Linked DNA regions of Mus musculus: all the other regions are linked to region 1. Evidence: chromatin contacts called from public promoter capture Hi-C data. All regions are on one chromosome and are shown on one strand. Each heading gives the region's core, a stretch centred on a gene start, on an enhancer-like site or on the middle of the called end of the contact. The rest is flanking DNA. Distances are from core to core; before and after follow the strand shown. Region 1 holds the start of Isg20l2 (interferon stimulated exonuclease gene 20-like 2). Region 2 holds the start of Flad1 (flavin adenine dinucleotide synthetase 1). Region 3 holds the start of Ube2q1 (ubiquitin-conjugating enzyme E2Q family member 1).

Region 1 (2,996 bases), core at 406-2,905:
TCTGGGGCTGTGGGGGCCAGGTATGGTGTCTATTATTAAAGGATCCCAGCACTCAGGTGGCAAAGGCCAGAATATCTCCATGAGATATTTCAACATAGTGAGTACCCATCTGAAAATAATGAACTAATTAAGGAGCAATTAAAAGCCTTGTTAGGAAGCCGGGCGTGGGCGTGGTGGCGCATGCCTTTAATCCCAGCACTCCAGAGGCAGAGGCAGGTGGATTTCTGAGTTCGAGGCCAGTCTGGTCTACAAAGTGAGTTCCAGGACAGCCAGGGCTATACAGAGAAACCCTGTCTCGAAAAAACAAAAAACAAACAAACAAAAATGCTTTTAACCACATAGCCATCTTGTTAGTCCTAGACAAACATTTACCCTAAAACAGCGGTTCTCAACCTGTAGGTTGGGACCTCTTTGGGGGTTCACACTTCAGCTATCCCGCATATCAGGTATTTACGATTCATAACAGTAGTAAAATTACAGTTACAGAGTAGCAACAAAAGATACTTTTATAGTTGGAGATCACAACATGAGGAACTGTACTAAATGGATGGATGTAGGATCACGAAGGTTGAGAATCACCCCACCCACAAGCCTTGCTGGTGCTCTTCTGTGTGTGTGGGGGGGAGTTGGGGGGAAATGAGACATGTCTCAACACTCGTTAAGCTGGCTGCAAGTCAAGACAATTCTGCCTTAGTCTTCTGAGGGGCGAGATTACAGAAAGGTAACTTTATGTATGTCTGCCCTGTTTTGTTTCCCTCCCCTCCTTTTTTAAAGTAACATCGTCCAGTCCAGGCTGCCCTAGAACTTGTTTTGTAGCCCAGGGGAACCTTTTACTCCCGATTCTCCTGCATCTACTTCTTAGGTGACAGGATTACAAGGGTACACCACATTTGGCCAAGCACTTCCTCTTCCCCAACCCACTCTTTATTGCCTTTAGTGGAGGATATCCTATGGAACATCTCGTTTCTCGTATGTTTCTATGCAACTGTAGCATGGCCAAATGTTGGTTGTGGGGTTTCAAATGAAACAAACAAAACTTAAGTATTAGAGTCAGAAGGCTGGGTGAAAAGTATTCTAGTAGTCAACGCGTTCCTTATTAGGAAGAGATAAAAGCTGTCTCCACATTTTCTCTGCAGTGGGCTCCTATTCACCCCCCGCCCCCCAAGAAGCACCCCGCCCTCAGCCCGGTGGCCTCACGATGATGTAGGCGTCCAGGATGGAACGGTAGTGAGCTAGGACGCGGGTGAGGTCCACAGCCAGTTGCCTTCTCTCCTCATGCGAGAGGCCATGGGCTGAAACGCCCCGCATCCTGTGGCGTGAAATGTCGGTGCAAGGAGGGAGGAGGTGAGGAGACACAAGGTCGGTACCACGAAACCATGCAACCCAAACCGGACTCAATTCTGCACGCCCGACGCAAAGCAAGAACTCCGAACCCGCCCGACGACACCTCTCAGGGCGATCCCGTCCTATTACAAATCCTTAGAACAAGGCGCACTTGCCCAACGTCACGACTTCCACTGGGCCAAGCCATTTGCGCAGCCGCAGGGGACTCGGAGACGTCACAGAAGCGCGCCCAGCACCAGCTTACGGCGAGGGGGTCAGCTGCAGGTCCCACCCTCCCTCCCGGAAGTGGGACCACGGTTCCGGCGCACTCTGTTCCGCTTCCCGCGGCCCACCACCTTCGAGTTGTACCTCCACGGGGCCCGAGGGGCCGGGGAGCGCATCCCGCCCCCGCCCCCACCCACGCCGCCGCCGCCGCCACCGCCGTTCCCGCTGCTCACGCACTCCGAGTCGCTGGCCTCGCTGCCTGAGGTGGGGGCGCTGCGGGCGCGTGCGCGCCGGCCGCCTTCCCGTTGTCGCCCGCGTTCTTGCCGTCCCGGCATACGTCGGCGCGCGCCTGCGCCTGCATCCGGCTTCGGACGCTTGCGATCTTAGTGGGGAACCAACTTGGAGGTAGGTGTATAGGGTGTTCGGGAATAGTTCGTGGATCGTCAAGAATGTGGTGGCCGAGGTGGCTGGCCCTCCACTGTGTCCTTACTGTGGGAGACAGGTAAGGTATGTGAGGAGATCGCCCCCACGTGGAGCCGAGGGAGCGCGACACCTGGATTTGGTCTTCATTTCGTAGCACGCTGAGAATTCCTGGGTGATCCAGAGGGTATTTGTGTTGTTTCTTCTCACCACTGGTACTTAAAAGTCTCATCTGACGCCCTTGTTTTGACTTCATAGACATGATAGAGTCGATCTCCGTGGGTCCCACATCTTTTTATCCGCAGCCTCAGCACCCTCATTTTATGTAATTAGATTTATTATTTGTCTGAGTGTTTTGTTTGTATTTATGTATGTGTATCGTTTAATTGCCCGGGGCCTGCAGAGATCGGAAGGCATCTAGTTTTTTCTGAAGCTGGAGGTACAGATGCTGTGAACTACTACAACGTGGGTGCCTGGAACTGAACTTAATATCTCTGCGAGAGCAACAAGGTTATAACTACTAAGGCGTTTCTCCAGCCCCAGCATCTTTAGTTTTTAAAATGGCACAGAGATCCGGAGAAGGGAAATAACCCTTTTAAGACCAACCTAAAGGTGAATTGTGGAGGCTTCAGTAGTTAGCCGGGCTTTGGGGCTTGTGGAAGTTATCACTTATGTCTTCCAGAACTGATCTTCTTTTCTCTCAGGCCTATGGTGCGGGAATCAGGATTACTTTGTCCCCAAGGCTGATTGCAGACCTCCACATGTTGAACTATGGGATTCCACAGAGGATGAGCCTCTCATCCTTTTGCTATCAGTGAGCCATTCTTCCCAGCTTCCTCCCACCATCCACTGATCTCATGTCTACCATACTCCTGAATTTAGACTTTGGGCAACCTTCGAAAAAGGCATTTGGAGGAAATGCCAAACATCAACGCTTTGTCAAGAAGCGAAGGTTCTTGGAACAGAAAGGATTTCTGAATAAAAAGAACCAACCCCCTAACAAGGTGTCTAAGTTGAACTCAGAACCT
Region 2 (2,960 bases), core at 272-2,771, 1.5 Mb after region 1:
GGATACCCAGTCAGACTCTGTCTCAGGTTTGTGTTCTGGAGTAAGGAAGAATTGGGCTAGAATCCTATCTCTTCCACTATTTTCCTTTTTTAATTTATTTTGAGACAGGGTTTCTCTGTGTAGCCCTGGCTGTTCTGGAACTGGCTATGTAGATCAGGCTGGCCTCGAACTCACAAAGATCCACTTGCCTCTGTCTCCCAAGTGCTGGAGGTTAAGGCATGTATCACTTTGTTCCTAGGACTTTGTAGGCTTGTGATCTGGGGTAAGTTTCCTAACCTCCTTGAGGCTGTTTCATAATTTATAGAGATCTGTAATAAAAACCCCAATTTCATGGAATTTTTGAAGTTTGTAAGGCCACATGTGATATAGTTAAGTGCAGACCAGCCTCTGGTAGACACTAAAAAAGATCAGGGTAACTATTACTGTTGCCAACCCATGCTTGCCACATCCTCTAACAGCACCCTGGCCGTCCAGAATAGAGTCCTTTCTTCTCTTACCTTCCTTCTAGCTCGCCTATCCAGCCTGCTGAGCTTCCTCTACTTGCTGTGCCACCTGTCACTTGTTATGTGGCTACTCTGCCCCCAGTCATACTTCGTAGCAAGTTGTAGGAAAGTTACTACCCATCTTTCAACAGAAACACTCAACCGAAGGGTCACTTTTCCTCCAATGTGTTAGGACTCACTCCAGGGCCGGACTTTGGCAAGAAAGGGGATTCCTACTCCGGTTTCCCTCCTTTCACCGTAAAGAGTCCACGACAATAGAATGCCACACTCTTCCCCTCTTCCGTTCCAGACACACCTTAAGGATCTCATCTCCAACAATGATGATGCCTGCTGTCACGCTGCGCCCTGATCCTGGGGGCAGTTCAGAGGCCCTAGATGCCATGGTCCTGCCCTCTGTGCTCTTTTGCAAGGCTTTCCAGTAGCCACTCAGAACCCCAAATTGGGGCCGTATGTACTGAGAGGCCGCCAGGTCTACAGGATGCAGGAGGCCATACCCTGAGTTCCGGGGTTGAGGGAACCTGGAAGAGCCAGAAAGGACAATGAAGACGTCAGGAGTGTACCTTCTTCCTAGAGGAAGGAAGGCTCAATCTTCTTTAGTCACCCTTACTCCGGCCTCTTTAACATACTCTTAAGCCCCAGGTTCCTAAAAACGTCTCGATTCCTATTCCTTTAAAGTGCCATGTTTTCCCAAGACCTACCACTTTAGATATCTCCGTCTGCCGAGCAGGTTTAAAATTTGCCCTATCTTGGGTATATCTGCACCTTTAAATGTCTCTTCTCTTCGGATCACCTGTCCCTTTAAATGTCTACCTTATTCTGGGCCTTAGGGTCCCTTTAAATGCATTTCTTTCCTCCCTCCGCCAATGACCAGGGCTCAACCTACTTCTGCACCCTTTCTATCCCGAGATCTCTTTTTCTCACCAGGCTTCAGATCACTGATCTCGTATCATCCCACCTCTATTTTGCCCCCTGCACAGGGTCATTCGCTCTTTCCTTTCCGCATGTCCTAGGACAGCTTCCGTACTCAAAGTCCCGCCTTACAATGCTTCATGTTGATTGGTTATTTTGGCTGTCGCTCACTCCTACCAGTGGTTCTATTGGTCTAACCGGCAATCGCTCACGCGCCTCATCGCGGAGCTAGAGGAAATGCTAAGTTGTTATTGGCAACACCATGTAGTCATCACTGTCCGGAAGTAAAAATAGGGGCCTGGCCTTAGCCCATGGAGGGCGGGACTTAAAGTGTTCTGGTACTCGAAGGGAAAATATTGGGAGGTGTTTTAAGGACTGTCGGGTGGGACTGTCGGGTGCTGCTTTGTAGTACTAGAAGAAAATGAAGGTCTGATTCTGTTTCATTCAAATATTAAAAAACAGTTCAGACAGAGCCCCAGTATATAGCCCGGGAAGTAACTTGTTTAAACCGATCAGCCTGGTCTCGAACTGCCTGGGGAGTGGTGGGATTCAAATCATGTGTTACTACACTTCATTGCATCACATTTCTCTTTCTGTCTCTACCCCTCTCTCCTCTTTCGAGATAGGGTTTCTCTGTGTAGCTGGAATTCGCTCTGTAGACCAGGTTTATTAACTCCTCCTGCTTCTGCCTCCCAGGTTCTGGGATTAAAGGCGTGGGCCACCACCGCTTGGCTTTGCCTCTTAAATTTGAGAAGGTGAAGATGGTTTTTCTTTTTTTTTTTTTTTTTCTGAGACAGGGTTTCTCTGTATAGCCCTGGCTGTCCTGGTACTCACTCTGTAGACCAGGCTGGCCTCGAACTCAGAAATCCGCCTGCCTCTGCCTCCCAAATGCTGGGATTAAAGGCGTGGGGAAGGTGAAGATGTTATTAGCATTAACAATGAGGTGTGAGCTGCAGGGTGTGGAACCTTCGTTTGTTTCTAATATAAAGGGAAAAACTACTTAAGCTTCTCTGACTTTAAAATGTAAAAACCCTTTCCTGCCCCACCTGCCTCCAGAACATCACTTCCCAATGATGGGTCCCTGGAGAGAGGGGTACGCAGGAGTACCTTGGACTCACTTTGGGTACTCACAACATTTCATTCCTACTTCAGTGCCCCTCCACCCTTTGCTTTGCTGGGGAAAAATAGCTTAATCATCTGGGTTTTTTTTTTCTTTTTTTTAAAAAAGCTTTTACTATTATTGTATGACTAGGAAGGACAGCAGTGTCCCAGCATGCAAATGGAAGCCAGAGGACAACTTTCTGGAGTCCCTTTTCTTTCACCTTTATGTGGGGCCTAGGATCTATCCCAATTTGGGTGGCGGAGTCTTACTCTTACCTGCTGAACCATCTCGCTATCCCTAGATATTACGATATGTAAATTGTGACCCAGTAGGTTTGGACGGGGTCTGACATCTACATTTCTCCTGGGATTTTCTGTTGTGACTTGGAGGCATGCTAAAACCACAATATCTTTTCAAATAAATATGCTCTCATGACATGTGGCAAA
Region 3 (2,710 bases), core at 56-2,555, 1.8 Mb after region 1:
TAGATAGTTGCGACTACAACCCTGTTCTGCTAGGACTGGCTTACCCTAGTATTTTATGCTTCCAGCTTGTGGACATAGGCACAAAGATGGTATGCAGCTAAATGTTCAGGCTGCTCTGGTCATTAGAAAAACCAGCCCCACCCACACACCCACACTCATCCCCCCAGGCTCAAAGAACACGAATTTCTTAAAACATACGGAGTTAAACTTGGCCTAGTAAAGCTTTCTGCTAACATCACTGAGTGAATCAGTAGCCCAGCACCAAGGTACAGTCAGCTTCCAAAAAACATAGAGGTGGTGACGGTAGACGGGCCAACGGCTCACATGATGAATTGGTCCCAAACCCATCAGGCCTTACAACATCCTGGCACCTGCCAGTTTGCAGCTCTGGGTTTCAGGACCCTCCGTTGTCCTTTGTGATAGTGCCACCTAGTGGGAACGACGAGGTACTGCCGCAAACTTCAAGCCCCGTTCAGGATCAGTGCGACGAGGTGGGAAGAAGAATAGCAGGTAGGCGTGGGTGTCGTCTATGCAACCCCTAGCTTAGTACTCTGCACTCACACATAACGAAGCCCTGTGATTCTGTGGAGGAAGCCGCACCATCTGTCCCCTCAGACGTAGCTGACCAGCGACCATACTCGATACTTCAGTATCCCTGCACAGAGCCTTTGGGAACAGGCTAAAGAGGCCTCCCCGTCTTGTACAGTGCCATTGTTGTGATGGAGAAACTGAGGCTCCCCAGGAGCGTAGATAACCCAAGGTCACACACCATAGAGGAACCGCAGGGAGATCCAAGTCCGTTTCTCCGACCGTAGCGAAAGGCGCCTTCCCGCCGCAGACGCGGAGGCCGGTGACCCGGCCCGACGACCCCCATGGGAATACAGGACAGACACGGCCATGCGCCGCACGCGGGGGCCGCGGGACGCAAGCAGGAAGCCAGAGTCCCGCGCGGGGAGCCCCTGGGAACACAGGCACCGGCCACGTGACAAGAGACGCCGGCCATGTGACAGGGAAGCGCTGGCAAAGGCCCCCCGGTGCACGGTCACGCACGACGCACGTACACGCACGGAAGCGCTTCGAGCAGCGAGGCGAGGGCCTAGGGTCACATGTGGAGGGTGACAGGCGCGGGCCGGGGGGCGGGAAAGACGCGCGGATCACGTGCCGGGGGCCGGAGCTCAGAGGTCACGTGAGGCCGGAGGCGGGGCCGCCGCGGAGGGGGAGGGGCGCGCGGCTTCCGGCGGCCGTGGGGGGGGTGGGCCGGCGAGCGGAGGGGGCCTGTCCCGGAGGTGGCGGCGGCGCCATCTTGGCGAAGGGGGGATCAGGAAGTGCGGACCGCGGCGGCGGCGGAGCCCGGAGCGGAGGCCGGAGGCTCCCGGCCCGCCGGCCCCGGAGCGGAGCGGAGCGGAGGATGCAGCAGCCGCAGCCGCAGGGGCAGCAGCAGCCGGGGCCGGGGCAGCAACTGGGGGTCCAGGGGGCGGCGCCGGGGGCCGGGGGCGGCCCGGGAGGGGGCCCGGGGCCAGGGCCCTGCCTGAGGCGGGAGCTGAAGCTGCTCGAGTCCATCTTCCACCGCGGCCACGAGCGCTTCCGCATTGCCAGCGCCTGCCTGGACGAGCTGAGCTGCGAGTTCCTGCTGGCCGGAGCCGGAGGGGCCGGGGCCGGGGCTGCGCCCGGACCCCATCTCCCCTCCCGGGGATCGGTGCCGGGGGACCCCGTCCGCATCCACTGCAACATCACGGTGAGGACCTCGCTTGCGCCACGCTGGGGGTCCCTTGTCTGGTGATCGAAATCACACCATACAACCTCCTGCTCTCGAAGGACCCGGAGGCCAGAGCCCCCCTCTTGGTGCTTGGCTCCTTCTCTCCAGGCTACACTTGTTTCTTCAGCTTGAGGTTCTGTGGTGCAGTCACAGTCTCTACTGTTGACCCCTGAGAGCAAGGGACATCGGGACATGTGGCCCCTCAACCACCTCCTCCTATGAATCCACCCACACCTCAGGTTTTATGATTTTGGCTCCTTCTGCTTACTCCTCCACAACTTTACCATGTCACCTAGAAATGACCCATTCTTCTCCCCACCCCAACTCTAATAAGATTCCAGGCCTGTGCTGGAAGGACGTAGCCTGGAACTCAGCCCGGTTCCATAATGACCCTTCTCAGTAGTTCTTTCCACTTATATGTACCCACCTGTAGGCTCCCTGCCTAGGCATCCCTCGTACAACCCCTCTTTGCTCCCTGAATTTCACTAAAGAATAGTGCCGTTCATTGACCCCACGTTGGATCTCCTCTTACTAACTCTGGTGTAACTAACCTTTAATTCCTCTTTTTGCCTTGGCTCGTAGCAGCTTTGCCACTTCCTCCCCACTCCTGGGGTCACATCTGCTTATCCTAGGTGACTGTCACCTTTTCTGGTGGTGACAGCAATGTGTGTTTTGAGCGGCAGCAGTGCCATCGCTCCCCAGTAGGCATCGTTCCATCCTACCTATCCTTGGTCAGGAGGCATCTTCCATGCGTCCTGCCTTATTTTATTCCCTAGTGTCCCTTGAGGAAATTGTTGGGTGCAATTTTATAACAGCTGGTACTGCGCGATACAGTGCTCACGTTGTTGGATAACGCCCACTGTAATGGTCTTGTCCCTCCTGGAGCACCTTTATCCACACTGGAAACGGGAGTTGCCTGGGGGGAAGACAGACGTGAATTTTGTGGTTCTTGGA

What was found. Promoter capture Hi-C pulls out the DNA fragments that hold promoters and counts their contacts. Capture Hi-C pulls out chosen DNA fragments and counts their contacts.
Region 2: a promoter capture Hi-C map of pre-B cells shows a contact between it and region 1, with 5 times the contacts expected there. The contact joins the promoter of Flad1 here to the promoter of Isg20l2 in region 1. A contact is called at or near these places in 4 of 39 promoter capture datasets (hematopoietic stem and progenitor cells, liver and pre-B cells).
Region 3: a contact with region 1 is called in a promoter capture Hi-C map of liver, with 2.9 times the contacts expected there. The contact joins the promoter of Ube2q1 here to the promoter of Isg20l2 in region 1. A contact is called at or near these places in 3 of 39 promoter capture datasets (liver and pre-B cells) and 2 of 9 other capture datasets (adipose tissue and liver).

What each region holds. Positions count from the first base shown.
Region 1 is chr3:87,928,659-87,931,654 of GRCm38.p6, forward strand. Isg20l2 (interferon stimulated exonuclease gene 20-like 2) reads left to right here and starts at 1,656. Exons shown (of 4, transcript NM_177663.4): 1 at 1,656-1,953; 2 at 2,673-2,996. The coding sequence starts at 2,826. Rrnad1 (ribosomal RNA adenine dimethylase domain containing 1) reads right to left here and starts at 1,537. Exons shown (of 8, transcript NM_153562.4): 1 at 1,198-1,537. The coding sequence starts at 1,308.
Region 2 is chr3:89,410,360-89,413,319 of GRCm38.p6, forward strand. Flad1 (flavin adenine dinucleotide synthetase 1) reads right to left here and starts at 1,522. Exons shown (of 8, transcript NM_177041.4): 1 at 1,425-1,522; 2 at 799-1,021. The coding sequence starts at 885.
Region 3 is chr3:89,772,304-89,775,013 of GRCm38.p6, forward strand. It overlaps Ube2q1 (ubiquitin-conjugating enzyme E2Q family member 1), which reads left to right and starts at 1,306. Exons shown (of 13, transcript NM_027315.4): 1 at 1,306-1,735. The coding sequence starts at 1,409. It overlaps 4632404H12Rik (RIKEN cDNA 4632404H12 gene), which reads right to left and starts at 1,097. Exons shown (of 2, transcript NR_130957.1): 1 at 199-1,097.